Linked DNA regions of Mus musculus: region 2 is linked to region 1. A link is a contact called in public promoter capture Hi-C data. All regions are on one chromosome and are shown on one strand. Each heading gives the region's core, a stretch centred on a gene start, on an enhancer-like site or on the middle of the called end of the contact. The rest is flanking DNA. Distances are from core to core; before and after follow the strand shown.

Region 1 (2,644 bases), core at 67-2,566:
TCTTCCAGGACTTCCTTGAGCTCAGCCACTGCCTCAGGCAAGCGGGCTTCATCTGTGCTGTCCAGCACGTACACAAGGAGGTCGATGCCTTCCAGGTAGTCCTTCCAGGTAGCTCTGAGCTGGGTCTGTCCCCCAATGTCCCAGAGAGTCAGTGACACATGTCCAGGAGCCTCAAGAGGCTCTACATTAAAACCAACAGTGGGTAGGGTGTCCACCAGCTGGTTTCCTTTCAGTTTGTACAGAATTGTGGTCTTGCCAGCAGAGTCGAGGCCCATCATTACCACCTGGGCCTCTGCCTTGTGACCTCTGGAATTCACAGAGCCCATGATGGCCCCTAGTAAATCCTCCTGCAGAAAGGCTGAGGACGCACATCAGCTACTCTTTTCTGAAGAAATGCAAATCCATGCATGCATGCACTGAGCTCCTACCCTAGAACAAAACAAGTCATTTTAGGGAAGGGTTTCAGACCCAGGCTGGACCCTGAAAAGCCCAGGAAGTGAGGAAGTGTGAGTCAACAGCAGCTGACTGGCCTCTGGTGCTGGCGGAGAACCACCTGAAGATGCAGAACTCCAGCGTCCTTCCTAAGTAGTTAAAGTAGAGGCGAAGGAAGCAGCAGCCGACCAACCGTGTTCAGGAGAGGCTGCAGAAAGGCATTTTCATTTCTCACTCTGTGGTCTCTGACCCTCCTGTTTCCTTCCTGGGGCCTAAACTCAGAAGTGGCAGCACACTGCATTCCAGAGAGTGGAGAAGCCAGGTCAGGGTATGCTAACTTCTTAGAACTCCTCCCAGGACCTGCACATTGGTCTCTCCAGTACCTACTGACAACCACTGCTGATTCAGGCAAATTTGAGTCAGAGCCAAGAACTTTTCCACACCATATAAAAAGCCTCTAGAATACTGTGTGCGTGTGCATGTTTGTGTGTGTGTGTGTGTGTGTGTGTGTGTGTGTGTGTGTGTTTTAAAGAATTCTAACCATGAAGGCCTAAGAACTATCTACAACTTAGGAGAAAGTTAGAGAGGCAGAAGGTGGACCATAGCACTCTTAGGAGTATGTGCATCAGATATCACTGAAGGAAAGGAAGGAACCTCATTCACTTCTGCCCTGAGAAAAAGAGCAAGAGTTAGAGTTACCTCTGTGGTTGCCTGGACTGTGGCAGACATCCCTCCGCTAGGGCACCTCTCCACAATCAAGCTTCTTTCTGCTGGTCGCCATGTCCCAAGAGCAGGATATGAAGGAAGTGTAGTGGCTGTTGCAATCTGTCCTGTTTTTGCTTCCTCTCTCGAGTGGTTAGGGCAGACATCCTCCCATATTGGGGGTGTGTCTCAAGACATCTCAGCTCTCCGTTGTTAGTGGAGCCCCGCCCAGCACCAGTTTCCCCAGTCTGAGGGACTTCACAAGTTCAGAGTTGTGTCACCCTTCCTTGTTTTCCTTGACTCCTGTGATCTCCCTGGGAATCCTGAAGCGCAGGCCACCCAGCACGGGCAGCAGTGGTTTTCTGGTGCTGGGAGACTCTTTGATTTGCAAAACTGTGAAGCTTGTCAGAATCAAAATGGAGTGACTTGTCAAGCCCAAACAAAAAAGGAGGAGGAAAAAATGAATTAATCAATAATTAATAAGTACATAAAGGAGCAGATCTTGTGCGTGCATGACTGATAAGCATTCATAAAAGACTCTGCTAGAACCACAACCTTACACAGACACACACACACACACACACACACACGCTCTCACACACTGGTTCTACAGAGATGTCTGTCCAACAACTGTTTAATTTTGGAATAGTACGACCCTTGTTATTTTCCTTTGCAGCCTAAGATGGTTTCATATAGTTATGCTCCTATTGTGTGTGTTCATGTGTATGTGTACATGTGGTGCATGAACATGTTTGTGTGGGTGTATATTCACATGTATGTACATGTGCATGCATATGGAGGCCATAGGTCAATTTCTGGCATGGTCTTCAGTTACTCTCCACTGTATTTTCTGAGACTGGGTCTCTCGGTGTCCTCACGGCCCTGTGCATGTCTGTGTACCTGGACCTCAGCCTTTTCCTCCGCATAGGGAGAGGCTCTTCTCCTAAGACACCTCTGTGGTGCTCATTCATTTGTCTAGACTGGGGTCCTCTGGCCGCCCAGTGCTGGGTTACAGGTGATGACACTGCCCAGCTTCCACAAGGTGCTATGCTCCTTCTGTTGTACGACAGGCACTTGGTTCTCAGAGCCATCTCTGCAGCTCATGGCTCCTCATTTCTTCCTTCAAAACCTTTCACCTGCCTCAATCCACCTTGAATAAACACAGTTTCCTCTGCTGCATGTATCCACATTGCAGTGTACGGCTATTCCCAAGTAAATGGCATTAGACTTCAGAGAGTCCCTCTGGTTAGACAGAACCACGTGTGTGTTAAATTGTAGAGTATAATTCTAAATTAAAAAAAAAAAACCCTCCAAAGGGGTGTGCGTGCATATGTGCATGTATATGTATATACACAAACACATATATATGTATACGTGTAGAACAGGGATTATGTTGAGCCTGGGTCAAAAGCTTATGCAGTTGGGCCTATTGGCTGTTTACCATTCTTCATAGGAGGAGAGGGCAGGGAAGGTCCAGCCACACACATCCCCAACCAGCTGTTTGCAATTC
Region 2 (2,644 bases), core at 75-2,574, 180 kb before region 1:
CTCACTTTCCAGCTGACCTCTCGGCTCTGTGCCACAAACAGACTGAATCTTTGCCCTTACACTGCAGACCATCTGCCCCCTCTTCCTCCTGGCAATCTGTCTTCTCTCACTTCCTCAACCCCACTCCACCACCCTCACTTCGTTTTCTCCTCCTGAGAGACAGTTGCATCTACTCCCTCTCTGCTGCTCTAAGCCAGGGACCACTCCTGTTCTTAGACTTCAGCCTACAGCCAAATTCCTGGTGGAATTTATTAGAACATGGGTTCAGAACCTTATGCCTTTGGTTGCCAAGGCAGCAGGTCTGGCATAGGCCCAGAATGTGCTTTGCACTGAGGGTACACTTTGGTAGCTTCTAATCTAATTAGTGGATGCCACCAGATTAAGGACTTGCCACTCTCTTGGTGTTGCCACCATTTAGCGCCCTTGCCACTTTTCCTTGTTACATGATGTTCTGTGACAAAACTTTTCCTGGGAAGATGCAACACACGTGTCTACTCAGCTCAGGTGGGGAAACAATGATAACCAAAGTATGGATACTGCCTAATTCCATCTTGGTGGATCACTGAGTTTTAGTAGGGTTACTTGCAGGAGTGTGGGAAAGGAGTTACTTACAGGAGCGGAAATGAGCACACTGCACAGTCGGAGGCACCTAAACACGTTAGATCATATTCTTTCCCGATGACTCAGTTGATCTAAACCTTTCCAGGCAGCTGGGCTGGCTTTTGCTTCTTCCAAGCATCTGGTCTTGTCTCAGAATCTCCTTTGCTGCTTTTATTGCTTAGAGGAGGTCCAGTAAACTGGTCAGTTTGAAAGACTTCCTGGAGCTATTTTAAGTTGTTTGCCTTCCTGGTTGAGAATCTTCCCTGCAGGATAGAGTCAAAGGACTCAATTTTGGAGGAAACAGTCCACAACACTTGAGGATGGTTGAGTAGTGGGCTTGTGATCTCCATCCTCAATACTGGTCTTGCGATTAGGGAACAGCCCACTCAACACCTTGGCCCCTGCACTCCTTGGCTCCCCACATCAAATGAACTTTCACCTCACACCCACCTTGGAACTCATAGACTCCACCAGTCATCGCCTATAACCATCAGACCCCTAAGACTCAGTTTTCAGTCCCTCACTTCCTGACTCTTTCTTCCTCTCACTTTCAGCTTTAATGACTCTAAAGTTCTCACCCCAGCAATTCTTTGACCAGGAGACCCCCACCATTCACCACCGGTCTCTCATTGGCCCCATCTTTCTTCCATCTTCTGTCTGTCATCTCTTTTTCTGTCACTTGCCTCCTGACTCAGTGTCTTAGAGAGCATTCTGCTATTGTAATGAAGAGCTGAGGTCATCAAAGCCCACTTTCAGAGGTTCCGTAATCAGTTGGCCCTGCTCTTCTCAGCCCATTATGGCTGGGAGCACACGATAAGAGAATTGTTCATTCTTTTCAAAGCAGAGGCATGGAACGGATTTAGGACAGAGATTATGATCCTACAATCTCTTCCAGGGGCATGTTCCCAGGGTTGTTCCTCTTAGTTTTCTGTCAACTTGACACAAGCTAGAGTTATCTGGGAAGAGGAACCTCAGCTGAGAAAACGTCTCCATCAGATTACTTGTAAACAAGTCTGCAGGGCCTTTTCTTGGTTAATTATTGATATGGAAGGGCCCAGGCCAGTGGGTGGTCCTCGGGTATATTAGAAAGTAGGCTGATCAAGCCATGAGGAGCAAGCCAGTATCCAGCACTCCCCAGAGACCTCTGCTTCAGCTCCTGACTTGATTCTTACCCTGAGTTTCTGCCTTGGTTTTCTCCAATCGTAGACTATAACCTGTAAGCCAAATAGAACTTTCTTTCTCAGGTTGCTTTTGGTCATGGTGGTTATCACCTAATAGAAACCTAACTCTAAGACAATGATATAAGATTTCCCAAGAGGCCCTATCTCTTAAAGCAGTGGTTCTCAACCTTCCTAAGGCTGTGACCCTTTAATATAGTTCCTCAAGTTGTGGTGAACCCTTGTCTTAGTCAGGGTTTTAATCCTGCACAAACATCATAACCAAGAAACAAGTTGGGGAGGAAAGGGTTTATTCGGCTTACACTTTCCACATTGCTATTTATCACCAAGGAAGTCAGGACTGGAACTCAAGCAGGTCAGAAAGTAGGAGCTGATGCAGAAGCCATGGAGGGATGTTCTTTACTGGCTTGCTTCTCCTGGCTTGCTTAGCCAGCTCTCTTATAGAACCAAGACTACCAACCCAGAGATGGTCCCACCCACAAGGGGCCTTTCCCCCTTGATCACTAATTGAGAAAATGCCTCACAACTGGATCTCATGGAGGCATTTCCTCAACTGAAGCTCCTTTCTCTGTGATAACTCCAGCTGTGTCAAGTTGACACAAAACTAGCCAGTACAACCTTCAACTCTAAAATTACGACTGTAATTTTACTGTTATGAATTGTACTGTAAATACCTGTGTTTTCTGATGGTCTTAGGTAACTCCTGTGAAAAGGTTGAGACCCACAGGTTGAGAACCACCGTCTTAAAGGCTCACCAACTTCAATAACTTCACTGTAGAGATCAAGATTTCAATACTGGGCCTTGTCATGGTTGGTTTTAATATCAACAAATTAGAATCACTTGAGAAGGGAACCTCATTTGAGAA

What was found. Capture Hi-C pulls out chosen DNA fragments and counts their contacts.
Region 2: a promoter capture Hi-C map of adipose tissue shows a contact between it and region 1. The contact joins the promoter of 4930556J02Rik here to the promoter of Arl11 in region 1. A contact is called at or near these places in 4 of 39 promoter capture datasets (the C10 cell line, epiblast stem cells, hematopoietic stem and progenitor cells and 1 more), 4 of 15 datasets of contacts at CTCF or cohesin (embryonic stem cells, large pre-B cells, pro-B cells and 1 more), 54 of 484 Hi-C or Micro-C datasets (the 3T3-L1 cell line, B cells, the C2C12 cell line and 31 more), 6 of 115 datasets of contacts at active chromatin or transcription factors (double positive thymocytes, embryonic stem cells, microglia and 2 more) and 3 of 9 other capture datasets (adipose tissue, embryonic stem cells and liver).

Annotation. Positions count from the first base shown.
Region 1 is chr14:61,308,425-61,311,068 of GRCm38.p6, reverse strand. It overlaps Arl11 (ADP-ribosylation factor-like 11), which reads right to left and starts at 1,316. Exons shown (of 2, transcript NM_177337.3): 1 at 1,132-1,316; 2 at 1-429. The coding sequence starts at 326.
Region 2 is chr14:61,491,368-61,494,011 of GRCm38.p6, reverse strand. It overlaps 4930556J02Rik (RIKEN cDNA 4930556J02 gene), which reads right to left and starts at 1,324. Exons shown (of 3, transcript NR_045714.1): 1 at 1,179-1,324; 2 at 613-863.